Regions from separate parts of the Sus scrofa genome. Here regions 2, 3, 4 and 5 are each linked to region 1. A link is a contact called in public Hi-C, HiChIP or PLAC-seq and promoter capture Hi-C data. All regions are on one chromosome and are shown on one strand. The core of a region is the stretch at or near the end of the contact, and the rest is flanking DNA. Distances in the headings are between cores, read along the strand shown.

Region 1 (2,877 bases), core at 115-2,614:
GGCTCCGCCCCCGGCCCGGCCCGCCCCCCTCACAGGCGCTCCACGCGCTCCTCCGCCAGCAGCTGCCAGAGCTCCTCGCGGCACAAGCGCAGCCGCTCAGCCTGGGCCGCCGAGCCGTCGGGAAGGAAGTCCTTGGGGCCATGCGAGCGCTGGGGCAGCTTCTGGGGCCGCGAGCGGGCGGCGAAGAGCTCCGGCACACTGGGGAAAGCAAGAAGGGACGCGGGGTTAGCGCCACGCAGTCGGGACCGCTCGGCCCTGGCCGGGATCCCCGTCCTGGGTGCCCATCTCCTTCCCTGCGCCCACCCTGCGGTCCCGGCGCCTCCCCCGGGCCGGGCCGCGCCGCGCCGCACCTGAGCACGCGCCCGGGAGGAACCTCCACCTCGGCGGACCCAGGTTCGGGCTCCATCGGGCCGCCGTCTGCAGCTGCGCGCGCGCGCGCGCGCGCCGCCCATGCCCCGCCCACCGCCGGAACTCCGCGCGGCCCTAGCGCCCGCCAATCCGACCTCTGCTCCTCCGCGCTCCAGATCAACCCACCTGCTTTCCACCTTCCTGGTGTCCTGGGTCCTAGCGCCTGCCAACAGACATGGGGCTCGATTCCGGAGGCGGAGAGCTTGCAGGTTTCTGGATTTGTTAGGACCATCTCTCCGATCCCCAGCCCTCCTCTGGGCTCCTCTCTAGTAAAACTTGCGGAGCCTGACGTTTGAAAGTGTGCTATGAAGAGTCAAATTCATGATCTTCCCCTCCGCAGCCCTGAGCTGCTTAGTCCCCATCACCCATTGGGACAGGGAGGGAAGAAGAGGGGTGTAGAGATGGGCGAGTGCTAGGTTCCCGAATTCCAGCTTCACAAACTGGAGGCCGCCGAGGGCTGTCAGATGCGATCTAGGGAGGTTCGGTGTTCCTTCAGGGTCTTCCGTTGGGTCTCTTCCTAAGGGCTCGGAAACTATGTTTTCAGGGCCGGGGGCGGGAGGCCGCTGTCCGACCCACGATGGTGCTGAAGCGCCACCATAGATGGTCATAGGCACCTCCTCGAAGCTGGGGTCCCCGCCGCCGCCACCACGGGCCGCTCCGACACGGGCCGCTAGGTGGCACCATTGCTCCAACCAGCGGTTGTTGGTCTGCTATTCTGGCCTCGCGGGCAGAGGTCGCCGCGGCGGTCCCTGGAGGGGCGAGGGGCAAAAGGGAAGGGGGATTTCCCAAGTGAGATTCCTGGGTCTCGGTTCCCAGACCCCTTCGCATCATGTCTTCCCTCCCGCCCGTCACAAACAGGGCACCTCACCCTTCAGTCTGAACCCTAGAGCCCCAGATCGCCCCTGCTCCAACAGCCGGGACGCAGCGTACTCTCGTCCCCACCCCCGCCGCTTCACCTGGGCGCATGCGCTGAGCGAGGCAGTGTCCAAGGTCCGGACCCGAGTGATGGGGGCGGGGCCTGGGCGGCTCGGGGCGGGGCCCCAGGCACTGACTGACAGCCCGACTGCGCGGCCGGGACGATCCCTCCGCTCCCGATCCGGCGGGAGGGAAGGGGGAGGGGCGGGATTTCCTGCGGGAGGCGCCGAGCCGGCCTTGGAAAAGGAGGAGAAGAAGGAGAAAAGGGGTAAGGGGGGCAGTGGGAGCCGCCGTCCGGAGTGCCAGGGACCGAGCGGGACCAGCCGGACCCCCAGCGGGGCGGCTGGAGAGGTGAGACGGCGGGGTCTGAGCTGGGGGTCAGCACCCTTGAGGGCGGGTACAAACTAACTTTTCCTGCGGGATCGGCGGGCGCCTACATCTGTCGGCTCCTTCTGTCCTTTTCGCGCCCCTATCCCGTCCTCCCGCATCAATCCCTCCGGCACTTGGCCCTCCCGGTCCCTCCCGCCGCTTTGTTCCCCGGTCGGCTGGAGCTGGGCTGGGTTGGGGGGGTTGCGCGGCGCTGGACTGGCATTCCGGGGGGCGGGGGAGCCAGCCCGACCCCAGGCACTGCCAGGGGCGCCCTCCCCCAATGTCGGCCTCGGGCCTTGAGCTGGAGTGCCCTCTGGGTTGGGCTTGGGACATTTTGGGAGGAAGGGCGACCCCAGCTAGGGCCCCAGGCCTGCACGGGGCTCATGCCACAGGACTTGGGCAGCAAATTCATGGCCACTGAGGAACTGACGTAAGCTTTTCTAAAGTGAAGTCGGGGCTCTGGGCCACAGATTCAGGCTTGGGGGGGGCCAGGCAGCCTCATTTACCAGCGGTGCCCCAGCTCTTATCTCTGTTCTCTGCCCAGCTGCTTCCCCATCCCGCGCAAGGGTCAGCAACAGGTGCCGGAAAGCCTCCCTGTCCTGCAGGCAGACCCTCGGCCAGAGATGGAGAGCCGTAGCTCCCACTCCACCCTCTAGATTCATGAAGAGCCCTGGGGCAAGGGCATCCAGCTATTACAGCAAAGCTTAGAGAGGGAGGGGTCTGGGGGCAGGCGCCTTCCACAGGGAGTGACCACGGGCCGGGCTGCCTGCGCCTGACCTTCTGCCAGGCCCCACCTTCTGGCCCACCAGTTGTCTGTGGGTGTCAGTGCCCGGGGCTGTGGAGAACAGGCTGCTGGCCCCGCCTACCCCAATGTGTCGTGCTGCCAGGGCCCCTCCTGCCCCAGGTTGAGGTGCTGCCAGGTGCCCTGGGGCCTCAGTGACTCAACCTCCCCCTCCCAGGACCCCTTCCCCCCACCAAGTGCTGCTCTCAGGCGTGGTGGCTCCCTCCCCTCTTTGAGTGGCTCAGCCCCTCCCTTGACTCACAAGGGCAGCCAGGATGATTTGGGGGGTCCCTGGAGGCCCTGTCCGGTTCTTTCTCTGAGCCCTGCTTCTGGGACCCTTTCAGGCTCTGGCCCAGCCTTCAGCGGACCACACCTTTTCCAGACCCCTGACACCTGTCCACCGC
Region 2 (2,877 bases), core at 263-2,762, 370 kb after region 1:
CCGTGACCATGTGGCCTGAGCTGCCCATCACGAACTGGATGTCCCCCCACCACGCCAAGCTGAAGAGTAACTAGCATGGCTGAGAAACAGGTGTGACCGTCTCTCAGACCTGGGACAATGACTGTCTGCCCAGTGTCTTATGCTGGAACGAGGGTAAGAACATCTTTGTGTAGAGTAGTTGCATCTTGCTACATGGAGACGAAATTCTTCTCGTCATTGTATGAAGTTCCTATACAGAAGCGTATTTATGGATGCTGAGCAGCCATGGAGGTGGCGGAGCTGGTTATTGCTATAACCTCTCAGCCCCACCCCAGCCAGACTGCCCCGTGCTGCTGGGGCTTGGAAGCTGTTGTAGGGAACACGAGAGGGAAACCGCAAGGCCAGAGGGAAAAAGGAGACCTGCCCCTTCCTGTGATCAGAGAAACCTCAGCAGTATAGCTGGCAGCAGTAGCTGGTTCCAGCGGTGTGGTTCATTTGCAGCTTTCCACACTTCCAGAACCAGCCTCACTGCACCCTGAGACGGCAGCCTCTCTGCACAGGGACCCTCCTCTGAGCTTCCACCTTTTTTTTTTTTTTTTTTTTTTGTCTTTTTAGGGCCGAGCCCACAGCATATGATGGTTCCCAGGCTAGGAGTCTAAATGGAGCTGTAGCCATCGGCCTACGCCACAGCCACAGTGACATGGGATCTCAGCCGCATCTGCAACCCACACCACAGCTCATGGTAACACTGCATCCTTAATCCACTGAGCAAGGCCAGGGATCGAACCCGTGTCCTCATGGAAACTAGTCAGAATCGTTTCTGCTGAGCCATGAAGGGAACCCCTCCACCTTTAGTGACGCCAACCTCTTCCCTTTGCTCCCCAGTCTTGGTAGCAAGAACTATGTCCTAGGACCACATCTGTGACACTTGTGTCCCCTGGGCCCGCTCCTTTCTACACTGCCTGTTCACAAGTGCTGTGCTCTCCCTTTGGAGCCACATACCTTGCTCGCCACCTTTGGGGGTACAGCCAGCTCCCCAGCTGGAAGCACCTGCAGCAGGGATGACCTAACGCCTTCTGTGGGTCCTATACCTGTCTGGTGCCTCAGTGATCCATACCGAAGTCATTGGTTACTTGATCATCACATTTCCTACTCATCCTCTTCCTTGCAGAGAACATTTCCTCCCAGAAGACTTTTTTCCCTTAAAAACCATCTCAAACTCCTCCCATCCCTTTCGGGCTCTGGGCTCTGCAGTGGGAGGCCCATCTGTCCCCACCTTCTGGTTCTCGGCACTCTCTGGGTCCTTTCAGATTCGGTGAAGTGAAAGCCAGGAGGAAGAGGGCCCCGCACCCCCTCAGGCAGTGTTAGCAGCAGGAGAGAGGAGGACTGTGTAAGACGCCCTGCTGGAAGGGGTGCAGTGACACTCACCTGCTGAGAACAGCTTGAGAATCATCGACAGTAAGGGCCAGGAGACACCAAGGAGACTGCAGTCGTGGAAAACATACACCAAAGGTTTCAAGATGCAGAAGTTTGTTTTATGTCTTTATTGACAGGAGGAAAGAAAAAGGGTCACAGCATTTTAGACTTTATTCAAACACACACATGGTAACAAAGGGCACCCACAAGTGACAGGCATGGTCCCAAAGGTCGGGATCAAAGGCCATGCTGGAGGGTGTGGGTGAGGCTACTGCTCAGCAGCGCTGCCCCTTCCTCCTCTACACTCCCCGACGCCCCTGAGATCAGCTGAAACTGCAGAAACAAAGTCGCCCTAGAGGAGGCTGGACCCTGCCTCACTGCCAGCAAAGAAGAGCAGGTTCTGAGGAAAAGACGGAAGCGTGCTACTGTGTCATCACTCAGGAGGTGCCAGGCTGCTCCCTGGGCCTGGCCTCCGACCTGGGCAGAGGAGGAGGAGCAGTGACACTCCCCTTGTGGCAGGACTGGGCGACCGGAGAGTGTGGGTCCCTGGTCACATGACACCCCCAAGCTGCCGGTCAGACCTCTCCGTGGAGGTATCGGCCGGCCTCTCCTGGAGGGAGAAGGCTTTCAAGAAGAGACACCAACTTGGCTCATCAAGGGCGTGGATAAGATACTTTTCCAGAAACCTTAAGAAAAGAATCACCTTCCAATTCCCTGGGGCGCTGAAGGAGGCCGGGAGGAGGGAGCTTGGTCAAAGCCAGCATCTAGTTTCTCAGCACGCTTATTAGCAAGGGGCTCAGCAGTCTTTGCCCAGGATCCACCGTGGGCCTGAGAAGCTCGAGGAAAGTAACTACGCATCATGTAGCCTGGATCACAGCTGCCCCGCAGCCCTCTGCGCTCCTCGCTGGCTTGGGACCAGAGGCTGATTATCAACAAGTCCCAGGAAAGCAAACCTGATGGGGCCCGAGGCCCCAGGTGACATGGCTTCCCTTCTTCGCAGGCGGGTGTTACTTATTCAAAGTGGCCAAAGGACATCTGGCTTCTCATCCTCTGTCCTCCTCGGTCAGAGCAGCTTTTCCTTGACACACTCAAATCTTTTTTCTTCTTGAAAGATGACAGGATGGAGGCCTGCAATCTTTCTGATGGGACGCAGGTCAAGTTCCTCTAACATCTTATAGCTGTAAACATCCTGGGCAAGGGCCGGACTGCTGAGGTGCCCACAAGCACGTTCAGGCTGGTGTGTAGACACGGCGTGTCGTCAGCACACACCCTGGGCACACTCTTCTACCCTACTCTTCACGGGAGGTGAGGGCAACGTGAGAATCCCGGAGAAGTTATGCCATCTGGGCAGGAGGATGGTATAGGCTCAAAAGACATTTGGCACAGTCGACAGTCACTTTCAAAAAGCCACCACCCCAGAGCCACGCAGTAAGCAGTCAAGCTGTGGAGCAGAGAGAACCTCAGCTCTGAAGGGGCCCCGGA
Region 3 (2,877 bases), core at 108-2,607, 330 kb after region 1:
AACAACGAACGTCTGTCCTCAGAATCAACAAACTCTTTCCTACCACCTAGCTCTGAGTCAGGAGCTGCCTCGAGCTCTTGGACCTCATTTGGTACCTCTCTCAGCTTCATTCACCACAGTCCCACCACATCAGCCTTTCCTTCTGCCTCCTCCCGCTTAAGGGTCTGGGCCCATGCTGTGCCTCTGCCGAGACCGCCTTCCCACGATGGCCAAAACAAAAGGAGTGTCTACCTCCCCTTGCTCCACCTCATCAGCCTGTTTATTTTCTTCAGAGCCTCAGCTTTTGTTCAAACACCTGTCTCCCTCTACCAGAGTGTAAATTCCTCGAGGGCAAAGACCTTTTCCCCAACCTGCTTGCCATCTTCCCAGCATTTAGAACAATACCTTAATCACACAGTACATGCCCCATAATACCTGTCCAGCGAATAGTTCGATAGGTCCTAGGCATAAGCCATTCCAAGTCACCTCTACTTCTCTGGATATTAAAACATGAAGATAAAGCTGTTTAAAAAGAGCACTCCACTCCCCCCTCCCGACCGCACCGGCCTTCAATCCATTTCCTCATTTATGCACACACCTGTAAGCAAGCAGCGCAGACAGGCACGCAGAATGAGTGCTTCGCAGCTGAGGGACTGCTTAAGATTCCTTTCTCCCAAACTCACTTCTAACTCACTGACCTCATTAAAGCCCATCAGGCATCTAGGAGTTGCACCCCATCCTTACCAATAGCAAACTCCACCAGGGTTTCATTCTCTTCCGACAGTGAATCGAGGAATAAATCCAGGACCTGCAGCTGCCGCAGATACTGGTAATTACTGGGGTCATAGGCGAAGTTAGCGAGGTTGGCCAGTACTTGCTCCTTGGCGTCTGCAGTGGAAAAGCAGCATTGGAACCAGGTCTGGGGCGGCGGCGGTGGCCGGACCCCTGCCCCCGCCCTGCTCCCCCCGCCGCCGCTCTCACCTTGGCTCTCTGTCTCCTGGAATTCCGTGACCAGCGCCTGAAGATATCCTAGCCGGCCGACGTGAGGGTCTACCTTCGGCTTCTGGGCCATGGTCGGGCGGCGGAGGGCCCCCGAGGGAACGGCAGGTGTGTGGAAGGTGAGGCCGGAAAGCGGGGCGAGAATCTTACCCGGGTCTCCACCGGCCCGGGGAGGGGAGGACTGGGGCGGGAAACGGGCTCCTCTCCTGGCTTTAGGCTCTGCGGTAATTTGCAGCTGAAACTGGGGTGTGGGAAATGGGATGGGGATTCAGGACTCCGTAAGAGTTAGGAGTGGAAAATCTAAGGACGGGCGCAGGAGACAAGCACACAACCGCCCGCTGTGGAAGAGAGGAGCAGGAGCAGCGCCCGGCAGAGCTCGGTTTTCTTCCAGGTTCCGGATTTCCGGGAGAAGCCGCGCCTAGTCCCGCCCCTGGGCGGAAGGGGCGGGTCGAAGGGGGCGAGGGGCGGGGCCCTCGCAGAGCTTAGAGGGCTTGCGCGGAACGCTTGCTGCTTCTCAGCTCCAGATGAGGGCGATCCGCCTGGCTGGCGATCCGCCTGGCCGGCGATCCTGGAAGGTTGTGGAAGCACTGAGGAGCGCGGCCAGAGCCTTTAAGAGCTTAGAGGTGGCGGGGGTGTAGGGACACCCACGGGAGAACTGTCGAGGCAGAAGCACTTCCAGATACTTCTGCACTTGAGGGGGGCGCAGCCCAGCCTTCTGGAGCAAGGGACGCTCCTCTGGAACTCGGGTGTCTGTCCTCTGCAACTCTGGCTCCCAGTGTCCTCCATGTAGGTCCTTTAACACTACCTTGTGGCCGGCTTTTCCTGGCACCCTCTGCTTCCCAAACTCGTGCTAAGTCTGCCACCTCTGGCCAGAAACCTCAGGAACTGGGTAATGTCCTAAGGCATTTTGTCAGCCAAGTGGACGGGGAGCACCAGGGGCAGCACCATCAGGCCCTAGAAGGAGCCTCAGTGCACCGCTCTGGCGGCTTTCTGGGTTGTGGAGCCAGACAGACCTCACAGGCGCAGAGGACAGAGCACCAGGGAGGAAGGTGGCTTCTCGCACTCTAGTCATGCTTGAAAATGGGTGGATAAAAGAGGCTTGGGCTGTGCGCTATTTTGTTTTGCTTTTAAGAAAAAATTTCTTTTTGCGTTTATTTGCTTTTTTTTAATTTTAGGGCCGCACCCGAGGCATATGGAGTTTCCCAGGCTAGGGGTCCAATCAGGGCTACAGCTGCCAGCCTACACCACAGCCCCAGCAAAGCAGGATCTGAGCTGCATCTGCAACCTACACCACAGCTCTCTGCAACGCCAGATCCTTAACCCACTGAGCAAGGGCAGGGATGGAACCTGAAACCTCATAGTTCCTAGTTGGATTCATTTCTGCTGCGCCATGAGGGGAACTCCCAAGCTGGCTTTTTTTTTTTTTTTTTTGGATGGAACCTGCACCACAGCAGCAACCCAAGCCATGACAACACTGGGTCATTAACTAGCTGAGCCACTAGGGAACTCTTCTGTGAGCTTCCTGAGGGCAAGGGCCATGGGCCTTTGGCCCTGGGCCTGGCATGAGGGCAGAGTGGCTGCCATACTCCAGCCTGCCACAGCCCCACTGGGAGCCCCTCTGTGGTCTCAGGTCCTTGTGATAAGCCCCTGCCCTATGCACACACCCCAGGCCAAGAGTTTTGACCGTAGTCTGGATGCTTGGGCCCCCGCTCCTTCTTGAAGGGTGGTGGTCCCAGGCCCCTCAGCTTGTGAAGGGAGCTGATGCGGCCCAGAGAAGTGCATGTTAGCCCAGGGCGGCCAAGGGGGCTTCTCTGCTTCTGGCTGGACAGAGGAGTAAAGGCCTGGGAACAGTGGGCTTCACCCTATGCAGGTTAGGAACGGCTCTGCCCACTCTCTAAA
Region 4 (2,877 bases), core at 215-2,714, 280 kb after region 1:
TCAGAGCTTCAGCTGCTGGCCTGTACCACAGTCATGACAATGAGGGATCTAAGCCATATCTGCCACCTAAGCCGAAGCTCACGGCAACACTGGATCCTTAAATTACTGAGTGAGGCCAGGGATTGAACTCTCTTCCTCGTGGATGCTAGTCGGGTTCTTAACCTGCTGAGCCACAAGAGGAACTCCCAATAATGATATGATTTTTGAGCCGGGGATGCATGCTGGGTTGGCCTGAAGAGGTTTGTTTTGTTTGTTTGTTTTAAGGTTTTGGAAATTTAGGCTTAGCCTTTAACAAGGGGGAGACTTTAATCCAAACAAGTGTGTGCTTCAAGCTTTTGTGGTAAGCCCTTAAAGACATGATCCTGCCTTATAGAAGAGAAGAACTTGTCTTTGGCTTTTCATGAACGTCTAGGAGGCGGCCACACAAAAAGGAATGTAGTTCACTTATGGAAATACTGAAATAGAGATCTGCCTTGAGTAATCGGCATGACGGGGAAGGCCTACCCCCTTGTTTGCCCAAGACTTTCCTATTATGATCTTGTAAACAGTCATTCCTGAACCCTCCAAGTGTGTCTGCATTTGTTGCAGGGATAGATTTAGCCAGACAGGTGGAAGAGTCATGACTTAAGGGTTATAAACAGCTGCAGAGGCCTGGGGTGCTTCCATAGTCTTAGCAGTAAGGGATGTGGCCATTCCCCAAAGCCGGGCGTTAACCAGACTTATTAAGCACAGGTCCTCAGATCGGAACGACTGTAATTTTGGTCTAGTGTATGCACCACCCATTACAGCTAAAGAGTAACAGTAAAATGTAAAGAATTTCCAATCGTTTTAGAAGGGATCATCTTCGCGTGCTTTCTGTTGCTGACTCATAGTGCTGCTGCTTTGGGACTGTCAGGTTTCCAAACAGGACACTTAGTAGGTATTCAGTTGTATACATGTCAATGTGTAGCAGTAATTTTCATCCCTTGGGGAGCATGACCTTGCTACCCACCTTGAGAAAGGCAAATAAATGAAAGATAAATTTGCCCTCGGCTTGCGGATTTCAACTCGCACACAGCGAGCTTTTCGCTTTATCAGGTAACTTTTTTAAGTGACAGGGAGCACAACTTGTACCGTGCGCGGGGCAGGTTTGTCCTTTATCCAATCATCACCGAGATTTGGGGGTGGGGGAGGGGAAACGTCCCTAGCTCTTCTCTGGCCAGGAAGGAGGCGGGTTTAGGCTGAGCAGGAGCAGCCTCGGCCTGTCGGGACGCCGCAGGGTGTTTGGCACTCCCAGGGACCAATGGAAGCTTACAGGTCCATTTGAATCGGCCAATGATGTCGGGGCAGGGGCGGGGCTTGGAGGCCCTATAAAGGCGGCGACCCAGCGGGCTGTCGGTGGCGGAGGTTCCTGCAGCGGTTGCCGGCTTTGGGCTGGGGAGCTACCCTACGCTCCTCAGACCTGACCCTTTCGGCGTTCTGCTCTCTCGCTCGCTACCTCGCTCCTTGGCGCCATGACCACCACCACCACCTTCAAGGGCGTCGACCCCAACAGCAGGAATAGCTCCCGGTGAGGCGGCGGGGCTCATTGGGCTGGAGGGCCGCTGCCCAAGGGGGCCGGGCGGGTCTGGCGGCCGGTCGTTGGCTGTAACGTGCTCCAGGCGTTGCGCTCCTTCCCAGCTCGGCGGTGGGGCTCGGCTACCGGCGTCGCCTTTGTGCCTCCGGCGAGTCCAGCGCGCCGGCCCCGCCCGATTCCTGCTCCTCTCCCATTCATTCCTCCCCCGGAGCGAGGGGCTGTGAAGGGCTGGGGCCGCTCGCGCTCAGGGCGCGGAGGTTTTTTTTGCCAATACGAACGTGCCGAGAGGGTTCGCTTTTTCCTCTTTGCGGCGTGGCCTGCCTGGCCCCGGGGAGGTGGTCTTGGGCTCCGGGTGCCTGGGTAGCTCGCGGGGCACCTCGATCCGTGCCCATTGTCCCATTCCTGGCCACGCGCTCGTGACTCTGGCCCAGGGCAGGTGGCGGCCCTGCGCCCGGCGTGATGGTCAGATCCGCAGCCGCAGTGATCGGGTCTGTCGAGCTCCTACCCACTCGGGTCCGCATGGCATGTAGCATTTGTGTTCGGGCGGGGCCGGTCATCGCGACCGCCACCCCTATTCAGGACCCAGCCGTCAGCCCTCCGCGAAGTGCCTCTCCTTTGCTAACAAAGAAAAGACCCCTGCTCCTTCCCCTCGCGCGCCCACCTCTGAACGGGAGGGGGAGCGAGTCGCTCCGAGTGGGTTTTCTGCGCTCAAACCTTCGGACCTCGGTCTTTGCATCCCACCTCTTTGCCTTCCCCGTTTGACGTTTGCCAAATGAGTTCATCTCTGGCCCTGGTTTGCTTGCAGGAAGAGGTTTTCTGTTCTTGGGCGGGGCCGGAGACATCCATTGTCTCTTCCGTACTATCTCCACCTGCGTATCCGGGGCCTTTCTGGTCACTCTTGCCACTGCATTTGTCGAAGAGGGCCCTGGGCACGGTGTTTGAACTGGGACCCTTTTCCAAGCCCTTGCCTAACTTGGCGGAAGGGTTTGGATGCGGTGGGGAATGTCCACATTGTCTTGGCTAATTGCATGCACGCTGTTTTTTAAGGTGGGATAAAGGCATCTCTGGGATCCTGCTCAAGGCATGGAGGAAGCTTAGATTCCACTTTTTCTGAGCATCTCTTTATTGATCATGACTCGCAGTCATGTGTGGCCAGCTTTGGGGTCCTGGGCAGGTGGCACAAAGGGAGCCATTTTGTGGGGCTAAGAAGACAGCCGTGAAATAGCAGTGTCTCCCAGGAGTTGGACAGCTTGGGGACAAAAAGCAGGCTCTGCAGTGAGTCTTAGGAAGGAGAGTTAGAAATGACATCCCTTTTCAACTCA
Region 5 (2,877 bases), core at 229-2,728, 260 kb after region 1:
GGTCTAGAACAAAACCCAAGGAACATTTAAGGGAAGGGCTGAGGAAGAGAAAAAAAAAAGGCAAACTGATGAAGGACAGGACAGAGTCAGCCCAAAGTCACAAGGAGTGATGAACTGGGATGCATCCTGGATTCAGCAAAGAAGTCTGTGGTGACCTTGCAGAAGGTTTTTGTGGAGCCAGATTGCAGTGGATTGAGGAGTGAGTGGGAGGTGAGGGGGGGGGAGACAGCTGGAGTGGACATTTTTCAAGATGTTTGGCCAAGAATGGAGAGAGATATGGCGATAACTTCAGAAGGAACTAGAATTGACAGTCTTTTTCTTTTCTTTTTTTTGGTCCTTTTTTTTTTTTTTTTTTTTTAAGGGCTGCACCGGTGGCATATGGAGGTTTCCAGGCCAGGGGTCGAATGGGAGCTACAGCCGCCAGCCTACACCACAGCCACAGCAACTCCAGATCCGAGCCCCATCTTCGACCTACACCACAGCTCGTGGCAACACCCACAGAGCAAGGCCAGGGATCAAACCTGTGTCCACATGGATGCTAGTCGGGTTTGTTTCTGCCGAGCGAAGATGGGAATTCTCTGAGTCTTTTTCTATTCTAATGTAGGAGTGGAAGAAAATACAAGAGAAAGGAAATAATCGAACTTCTGAGAGGAGCAGGAGAGATCCAAGGCACAAATGTCAGGATTGTTCCTAGGACAGGAAGGACCTACTTCCATTTCTGAGCCAGATGGATGGAGGAAACGATGGCCTGGTTTGGAACCTTGGTAATGGGTACCTCTCTCTCCGGATTCTGTGGCCTCTTGGAGGTTGGAAGCCAGGCTATGCGTAAGGAGTCTGTAGGAGGAACCTTTCCCCTCAGCTAGTCTAAGTATAAGGTTTCCAGCACGACGGAAGTAGTCACGGCCCTAAGGCAAGAGCCCGGTGGGAAGCGGGTTGAGGCTGAGGATTTAAGATTCGAGGGATGAGAGGCTGGCTGGAAGTGGGATGTCCCTCTGACCCTGAGGAAAACTGCATCTGGGCCACCGATTGAGAGGGTTTTTTTTTCCCAGAACTTCATGCTGGGCTCTGATTTAGGCTCCCCTTTCCTCGTCTAGGCAGCCTGCCTTCCCCGGCTTGTGCCTCACGTCTAGGCCTCAAGCCTCCTCGTCCCCACCGAGGACCAGCTGGAAGCCATTTTGATTAAGCTCCACCACAGGAGGAGGACAATACAGCCCCGCCCAGAGCCAGGCGCGCCCCCGCGGCGGGCCGGGTGCGCGTGTCCGCGCCTCTTCCCGCCGGCCTGGCGGGCGCCGGGCTCAGGCCAGGGCGGCGCGGGGCGGGGGGTGGGGGTGGTTATGTAAGCGTTGCGCGCTCCCGCGAGGCGGCAACCAATGAGAAGCTGCGGAGGCTCGTGCTCGCGCACGCAGGGTGGGGGGAGGGAGCGCACGACGTGCGCGCGCCCTCTCCCTCCTCCACCGCTGCCGCCTCCTTCTTCTGCCGCTCCTGGTGCTGCTTGTGTGCTCGTTCGGTGCGGACCTGGTACCTCTTTTGTGAAGCGGCAGCTGAGGAGACTCCGGCGCTCGCCATGGCCGACGAAAAGCCCAAGGTGAGCTCGGCGCCGGCCTCCTCGCCTCGCCGCGCGGCCGGGGTCACGGTGCGGGCCGGGGTCCGGCCCGAGCCCGCCGCGGGCTCCCCGCGCCTTCCCGGGCCCCCCACGGGGCGGCCGCGGCTCAGGCCCCGGCGCTCCGCGCCATTTTCCTCCCTCCCCTCTTCCTCCCTCCCGCGCCGGAGGAGGCCCCGCCGCCCTCCCCCGCCCCCGGCCGCCTCGGAGTGCGCGCCGGGCGCGAGTTGGGCGGGCAAATCGCGGACGCCCGCGGGCCCACCGGCCGCGAGCGGGGCTTCTCGGGCCCGGCCGGGCGGGCGCGCGTGACGAGGGGCGTTAGGGCGCGCGGTGTCCCCACCCTCCGCGGACCCTGCGCCGGGCCGCGGCGGGTGTTGCCGCCTCGGTGGTGGCGGGGAGTTCCCTCCGCCCCGGGCTTCCCCCCTCAGGGGTCGGGGCCGCGGGCATCTGGGGACCCCTGCCCCGGGCCGCCCTGGCCGGGTGAAGGCTCGGGGCGAATCAATGAGCAGCCGATGGGTTGGAAGCCGGATGCCCGTCTGGCCGTCGTGAGGGGCCGGGGATTGGGGATTCCCGGGGAGTATTTCCCACTTTTTTGGTGAGGCTGGGCAGGGGCTTTTCCTTGGGTCCTAGATAACCCCTAAGCTGCCGAGACCATGTGGTTTTGAGAAGTTGGAGGCAGATGTACGAGCAGAGAGACTTTGTAGGGCTTAACTTTTTAAACGCGGGTTTTGAGGCGCTGGGAGGCTTCTCCCTGGAGGACTAGGGCACACACTTCTTCCTGGCACACGGGCTACTTTCTTTGAGTTTGTTTTGTGACACCGCCTCCCTTCTGAAGAGATTTAAGGGCAACAGAGTTCCTTCTATACTTGATTTTGGTAAACTTCAGATTGGGTCGAAATCTACAAGGAAGACTTGCAATATAACAGCATTTGACTCATGACAACAAAGGGGAGGGGAGAATAAGCTCCCAACTAAAAATAAACAAAAATGAAGCTGCTCGTAGAGGCGAACAATAATAGTGGTTCTGAGTTATTACCGTTGCTTCGAAGAGAATCAAAGGATATTCTTCAATTAAGGTGGTTTTTTTTTTAAATCTACTTTGAGGTTTGTTATTAAACTGAATTTGGTAACTTTTTAACAGAGTCGTCTTAGAGTTTTGAATTGCAAGCTCTAGATTTTTTTCTTGCATTCTGTACTCTTAAGTACTTTGAAGAGAGACGATGCTTGTTTTTAATCTTTTTAGAGGAAAGGTATATTCTGAGAGATATGAAATATGT

Evidence for each region. Promoter capture Hi-C pulls out the DNA fragments that hold promoters and counts their contacts. A called contact is a pair of places that touch in the nucleus more often than the background predicts. HiChIP or PLAC-seq counts read pairs in DNA pulled down with a chosen protein or histone mark.
Region 2: a promoter capture Hi-C map of liver shows a contact between it and region 1, with 5 times the contacts expected there. The contact joins the promoter of LOC110255970 here to the promoter of TSEN54 in region 1. A contact is called at or near these places in 1 of 5 promoter capture datasets (liver) and 1 of 47 Hi-C or Micro-C datasets (embryonic fibroblasts).
Region 3: a Hi-C map of skeletal muscle shows a contact between it and region 1, with 3 times the contacts expected there. The contact joins the promoter of ARMC7 here to the promoter of TSEN54 in region 1. A contact is called at or near these places in 1 of 5 promoter capture datasets (liver), 11 of 47 Hi-C or Micro-C datasets (alveolar macrophages, embryonic fibroblasts, epiblast stem cells and 8 more) and 2 of 2 datasets of contacts at active chromatin or transcription factors (alveolar macrophages and skeletal muscle).
Region 4: an H3K27ac HiChIP or PLAC-seq map of alveolar macrophages shows a contact between it and region 1. The contact joins the promoter of JPT1 here to the promoter of TSEN54 in region 1.
Region 5: a contact with region 1 is called in a Hi-C map of embryonic fibroblasts, with 2.3 times the contacts expected there. The contact joins the promoter of SUMO2 here to the promoter of TSEN54 in region 1. A contact is called at or near these places in 2 of 5 promoter capture datasets (fetal liver and liver), 4 of 47 Hi-C or Micro-C datasets (alveolar macrophages, embryonic fibroblasts, liver and 1 more) and 1 of 2 datasets of contacts at active chromatin or transcription factors (alveolar macrophages).

The regions. Positions count from the first base shown.
Region 1 is chr12:5,854,427-5,857,303 of Sscrofa11.1, forward strand. TSEN54 (tRNA-splicing endonuclease subunit Sen54) reads right to left here and starts at 1,365. Exons shown (of 12, transcript XM_021066651.1): 1 at 1,277-1,365; 2 at 535-1,157; 3 at 34-198. It overlaps CASKIN2 (caskin-2), which reads left to right and starts at 1,448. Exons shown (of 20, transcript XM_021066645.1): 1 at 1,448-1,674; 2 at 2,818-2,877.
Region 2 is chr12:6,224,880-6,227,756 of Sscrofa11.1, forward strand. LOC110255970 (tripartite motif-containing protein 47-like) reads right to left here and starts at 1,513. Exons shown (of 4, transcript XM_021066665.1): 1 at 1,408-1,513. The coding sequence starts at 1,432. KCTD2 (BTB/POZ domain-containing protein KCTD2) reads right to left here. Exons shown (of 6, transcript XM_021066666.1): 6 at 1,501-2,877.
Region 3 is chr12:6,181,725-6,184,601 of Sscrofa11.1, forward strand. It overlaps ARMC7 (armadillo repeat containing 7), which reads right to left and starts at 1,358. Exons shown (of 3, transcript NM_001243806.1): 1 at 961-1,358; 2 at 724-867. The coding sequence starts at 1,051.
Region 4 is chr12:6,138,049-6,140,925 of Sscrofa11.1, forward strand. It overlaps JPT1 (Jupiter microtubule associated homolog 1), which reads left to right and starts at 1,465. Exons shown (of 5, transcript NM_001048069.1): 1 at 1,465-1,549. The coding sequence starts at 1,494.
Region 5 is chr12:6,115,216-6,118,092 of Sscrofa11.1, forward strand. SUMO2 (small ubiquitin-like modifier 2) reads left to right here and starts at 1,479. Exons shown (of 4, transcript NM_213984.1): 1 at 1,479-1,585. The coding sequence starts at 1,565.